Linked DNA regions of Mus musculus: region 1 is linked to region 2. Evidence: chromatin contacts called from public Hi-C data. All regions are on one chromosome and are shown on one strand. The core of a region is the stretch at or near the end of the contact, and the rest is flanking DNA. Distances in the headings are between cores, read along the strand shown. Region 1 overlaps Sh3rf3 (SH3 domain containing ring finger 3). Region 2 holds the start of Sh3rf3 (SH3 domain containing ring finger 3).

What was found. Hi-C and Micro-C count contacts between places; a contact is called where the count stands out from the background.
Region 1: a contact with region 2 is called in a Hi-C map of cortical neurons, with 2.0 times the contacts expected there. The contact joins the enhancer-like site here to the promoter of Sh3rf3 in region 2. A contact is called at or near these places in 1 of 39 promoter capture datasets (3T3-L1-derived adipocytes), 1 of 15 datasets of contacts at CTCF or cohesin (the NIH/3T3 cell line), 2 of 484 Hi-C or Micro-C datasets (both in cortical neurons), 1 of 115 datasets of contacts at active chromatin or transcription factors (embryonic stem cells) and 3 of 9 other capture datasets (adipose tissue, liver and pancreatic islet).

The regions. Positions count from the first base shown.
Region 1 is chr10:58,854,170-58,857,084 of GRCm38.p6, forward strand. All of the region lies in intron 1 of Sh3rf3 (SH3 domain containing ring finger 3), which reads left to right. Among named protein-coding and RNA genes, the nearest start is that of Sh3rf3, 42 kb to the left of the region's middle. Within about 2 kb of position 1,437, at least 29 of the 459 cell types and tissues checked have an H3K27ac peak or open chromatin away from gene starts, as enhancers often do. A contact at or near this core is called in cortical neurons, where this site is marked.
Region 2 is chr10:58,811,919-58,814,618 of GRCm38.p6, forward strand. Sh3rf3 (SH3 domain containing ring finger 3) reads left to right here and starts at 1,441. Exons shown (of 10, transcript NM_172788.3): 1 at 1,441-2,208. The coding sequence starts at 1,657.

The DNA of each region.
Region 1 (2,915 bases), core at 187-2,686, 42 kb after region 2:
CTCTTAACGATGTGTGTGTGTGTATATATATGTATATATATTTACATATACGTGTGTGTGTGTGTGTGTGTGTGTGTATTTGGAATTCTTATAATTGCCCAATTTAACAACCCCTGTATCTGACTGAATTTGTGTAGTCTGAATAGATGGCTGTGGACTCTTAGGGGACCCTCTTGGAGGAGGCTGCTTCTTAAGGAGATACAGAGTTGGGGTTTGCTCTCTATTGCGTCTCACCGCTGTGGATGAAGGCTGTACCTAACCTAACTCTTTAGGGCCAACCTGTGTAGGAAGGCAGGTAGGGAGGCATCTCCTTGAGGCCTGGGGTCACAGGAAGCAAATGAGCTCGGAGAACAGTTATTTAGGACAGTCAATCTGTCCTAAATAAGCACTTCCCAGCTCCAGCTCCAGCCCCGCCCCCGCCCCGCCCCGCCCCCTGAACTGCCCTCCCTGAGCCCAGCAAGCATCTGCACTCATCCTTCTGGGAGACCCAGTCGCAGGGAACCTTTTGCTCTGGAGCCCAGTTTTCTTTTGGCCATCTCCTTGGTTTTATTATACGAGGTCCTGCTTTGTACACAGGACATGAACAGCGTGCACACACGTTACCCTGCAGAGCCATGCCGTGTCTGGGTTTGATTCATTGTTTAAATGAAAGATCAAGTCCAGGGAAGTGGCACACAGTCCCTATGATAGCGCCTGCAGAGACAAGCAGGGGGGTCCCTCCTCTCCATCCAGCAGGGTTTGCTTTGTTCCAAAAGGGCATAGTTGGTTACCCCACCCCACCCCCCAGACTGCCTGCCTAGCACTGAAATACAAGAAGTGCAAAGTACTGTATTGGCAGTCAGGTCTGCTACGTACGCCATGCCAGCAGGCCTTCTGAGAGGCCACTGCAGAAGTGAAGTATTACCTCAGGGTTATTTATGGACGGCCACATGTAGAATAAACCGGGGTCCCTCTCTCCCCACTGCTTTTCTAAGTGTGAGGTGAGTGTTTGCTTTTCTGGAGTGTCATTCAAAGAGCAGTGGCACTATGTCTGTCACCTTTTCCTTTGTTTAACAAAGAGACTGAAAATATTTTTTTTAAAGCGTTCTTTCCAGTCTGAAAAATAGCACCTAGCTCTGAGGGCGTGGAGAGAGCTCTATCTGCACCAGGGTCTCCTACTTCCCTGCAAGGAGAGTTTCACAGTGCCTCTCTGTGCGATGCTTATCTCCCTGGCTATCCTGGAGGGCTCCAGAGGCTTTGGAGTCTAGCCTGCTTGCATAGAGATGCTTGCTTCTGAGGCAGGCCACAGACCCTTCTCACTGACCTCAGTAACAGTTTTACGTTTCTCCTGGGGTGGAAAGTGTTGTTTACAGTGCCCTGAGATAAAGCAGTCTCCTGTTTCTTAAGATGGTGGCCTGAAGTCTGCCAAGTACACTCTAGAATGATTGGCTCCTTCTGATACTGTGCCAGTCTGCGGGTGGAGAGGAGAAGGTATGAGCTCAGATTCCTGACTGTGTGTGCTACCCTAACTACAGACAATGACCATCTCAAATGGTTATAGTTTTCCACCCCAAAAGTTTTACTTACCAAAATAAAAGGCTATATGCGATTCATATAGATACCCTCCTTTTTAAAATTTACCTTCTCCGTCTATTTGATGTGTCATTAACAATCAGAAACCAGATTTAAAGAATAGAAAAATAGCTTTTAGGTTTGCATTATGAGCTGTTACTGTCTGGGGCTGCCCGCAGCTTTGACTGCCTCCCAGATCGATTCTCACTTTGCAGCACTGCTCCAAGTCCCCAGACCTACGGCAGGTAGGATAGTGCACCCTCCCTACACTCAGCTGCATAGCGGGTCCTCTGAGAACTGGATGCACATTCTCACTGTGTAGGCAGATAGACTGCTGGACGTCCTTTCTACACTCTACACATCTGTTCAAACGGTATGATAGAGGAAATCAGGAGACTTGAAAGGCAAAGAAAACTCACAAGCGCCTTTGACCCCCCCGCCACCCCCCCTCTTTGCCGGCCCCCACTCCCTGCTTTGCTTTGAACTTTGCTGCGTGCAGGTGGGACGGTGCTCTGTGTATGAGTTCTAACAAAGACTGTTATGGAACTCATCTTTCCCTGAGACAATTAAGTTGACATCTTACTTTTATAGGTTGCTGCTGATGGCTTGTAATCTTCCAGAGCGTTGTATCTGTTTCCTGTGGTTTGTATCACACCCATATGAACAGATTGTTAATGCGGACAAGTAAATTGCCAAGCTCCCATTGAATCTAATTATATCCGGGAGACTTGGTGCTCCGAGCATTTCTTATTGTTTTATCATCACGATCTAGGTACATTTAAAACACCTGGAAATGGTTTTAAGAAACCATGATGGGTCCTGTGTAGTTCTTTCCTTTGTCTAGTCGAAGGGTCTGTATTATGGAGTCAGCTCACTCTAGTGTCCCAGAGATAGGCTATTCCCCAGTTAGGGCATGCTCAAGTCAGGAAATATTTTATTAAATATTTACACAGAGTACTAGGCTCTACCTAATGAGAACATGTAAAGGAGATTATGTTATTTTGATCACTGGAAGTGGACACAATTTCTGTAGTTGCTTCCTGGGGAGCAACCTGAAGACTTGTCCACTCTGCTCTCACTTAACAGATGAGGGAGGTCAAGGAGCAGGAGCCAGAGTTGGTTCATTTTGAACACAGAGTCCTTTAAGCCTCCCAAGTGTGTGCTGATCCCTTCTGACCTGTCTAACAGACTCTAGAGTCTCATTCTGGCTGCCTGTATATATACTTGGAGCCTGTCACTGCTGCTCAGGTTTAGGGATGCTTGGGCAATTATGGTCTCCTAGGAAACACTTGAGAGTCATTCTATTTGCCATCTGCCCCCCTCCTACCTTCTTTTAAGGAGGAATGTTCAACATGCAGTGGATT
Region 2 (2,700 bases), core at 191-2,690:
CTGCTACCATGTGGTCTTTTTGCATTTGGGTTCTGTGGTCACAAAAACCACATTTAATAAAATGGCTTCATAATAATGAGAATCAATTTCCTTACCCGTGTAATGAAGTTAAAGCAATTATTTCACAGGGTTGTTTAAGAGCATTAAAACAATGCAGATATTATGTTGGCATTTAAGTATCAGCAAAATTTTTTTCTCCCTAAAAACGAAGAAAAGTGACATTCAGCTTCACAAACAACAGGGCAGCCCAACCGGCAGGAGGGGCATCCACACCACTTTGGATGCTTGCCCTGGCATCTCCCAGCTGTGCATCATCCAGCTTTCTGGACCTTTGCCTGTGCGGGGCTCGAGAGCGTTGGGAACACGAGGGGCCCACCAGGGGGCAGCACACGGTAAGAAATCTTGTACACCGACCGCAGCCCACCGCCAAACTTCCCTGCTGCTCCAGGTCCTCGTACGTACTTCCGTCGCTCTGACGCTCCCAGAACCCCGGGCATCGGGAAGGAGCGCACATTCCCCCTCTTTTGAGCCTCCCGAGGAATATTTGGAGCTGGGTTCATCAGAGCTCACCAGAGCGGGCGCTGGAGTCTTTCACCGCGCCGCCAGGGGCGCGGCGCTCGGCCAGGGTGTGCTGGCGCGTGGGCGGCGGCGTCAGTCACACATCAGTGATTCTGGAGAGGGCAGCCGGCTTCCCGAAGGAGTAGTCGCGGCCCCGGCAGCCCCCGACCCGGCCATCTCCAGCGACTTCCCTTCTCGCCTCAAGGGACACCCCCGCACCTATACCCACAGCTGTCACTTGGGCATGCTGGCAGGAGAGGGGACACAAGCAAGAGTGCTCCCTGGAGTCGTCCAGAAGGATGCCTGGGTGTCTGATGCGTCCTCCGGCTGCTCTCCAGCGCTGGCTAAGAAAGCAGTCGGGATGATGCTCCCAAACTTTCCTTCGCGGAGGCGTTGAGAAGAAACGTCCCTTCCTGAAGCTCGCGGAGAATCCAGAGTCTGGCGTCCAGAGGGGACAGGGCCAAGCCTGCGCAGGGGAAGTTCTCCGGAGCCCCGGAGGTGGCCTAAAGGGAGAAGCTCCAAGGCAGGAGAGGTGTCCGTTTCCCAACACCCCCGCAGTGACTGTGACCTCTGCGCGTCCCCCGCACATGGTCCCGCGACCCAGGGACGAGATCCGGCTGAGCTAGTTGAGCAAGGCGGCGGTGCTCTGGCAGCCCGAGGGCGCATGGAGGCGCCGAGGGGGGCGGTGCGGCTCGCCTGCGGCGCGGGGGAGCGTGCACGCCGCGCCCCGGTCTCCCTGGGGACCTGGCCGGCCTCTCCCTGCACTCCCCGCTGCTGGGCTCCCGGGCGCGGGCGGCGCGGCAGCACAGGTGTTGCCCGCAGCGGCGGTGCGCGCGCGTAGGCTGATTGGGCTCGGCTGGCTGGAGTTGCCTCGGGGCTCCGGAACTCCGGTGCCTGCCTCGCGGGCAGGCTCGGCGTGTCACTTTGCAAATCGTGGAGGCTAGTGCCTCGGGCTGTCAGCACGCGCCGCGCGGGGACCGAACCCTGTTTATTGACGGCGACTGCCCGGGCTAGGCGCAAATGCCCGCTCTCCTCGGCGGGCCGGGCTCTGGCTGCTAGACTTAGGCGGCTCGCTGGGCCCGCGCTGGCGCCTCCCCCATGCTGCTTGGGGCGTCCTGGCTGTGCGCGTCCAAGGCGGCGGCCACCGCAGCTCGGGGCGAGGGCGAGGACAGGCAGGGTGAGCAGCAGAGGGGGGCCCAGGCGAGGACTGAAGAGGATATGGACGAATCATCGCTGCTGGATTTGCTGGAATGCTCTGTGTGCCTGGAGCGCCTGGACACTACGGCCAAGGTGTTGCCATGCCAGCACACCTTCTGCCGACGCTGTCTGGAGAGCATCGTGTGCTCGCGCCACGAACTACGTTGTCCCGAGTGCCGCATCCTGGTGGGCTGCGGTGTGGACGAGCTGCCCGCCAACATACTGCTAGTGCGCCTGCTGGATGGCATCCGCCAGAGGCCCCGCACGGGTGCCAGCCCGGGGAGCAGCCCTCCCGCGCGCCCGGGCCCCGGTACGTTCTCAGCGCTCGCTGGTGGCGCTGGAGGGGCGACAGGCAGTCCCCCGTGTTCTCCGGTCTTTCTCTCAGCGGCCGCAGGCAGCTCTACCTCCAGTTTGTGCGACGTGGCGACTAATAGGAGTGTGCCAGTGGCTAAGGTAAGAATGTATCCCAGTGACATGGCGCCACTGTGTGGGAATGTGTAAGCTTGTCCGCACGTGTATGTGCAAGTAGTTTGTGATTAGAAGTAGAGGGACTAGCCGTGGATCCCCGTGGCCCACTCGTTTGTTTTATTCTTCTTTAACAACTTCTCTGTTTCCCAGGGACTCTGCCTAGCTGTCAGTTCCTACTTTACCAGTTCTTGACTACATCCCATCACATACATTCCTCTGCCCCACATCCTTACTTCAAACTTCTTGTGGGCACCTTAAGTCGCTTTCCAAGCTCAGTCCTTACATCTTCTCCCCCAAACCTGTTCATATGTGAGGCAGAACCCATCCTCTCATTAGGTGGACATGCCATCTGTCCTGCCGTTCTCTACCACTTCCATTTTGACTAGGCTGGCCGGTCCTGTATGTCTGTCTGTTGATCCATACATCCATCCACTCATCTATCTTTAACTTTGATCACCCCTCCAATTCTCCAGAAAC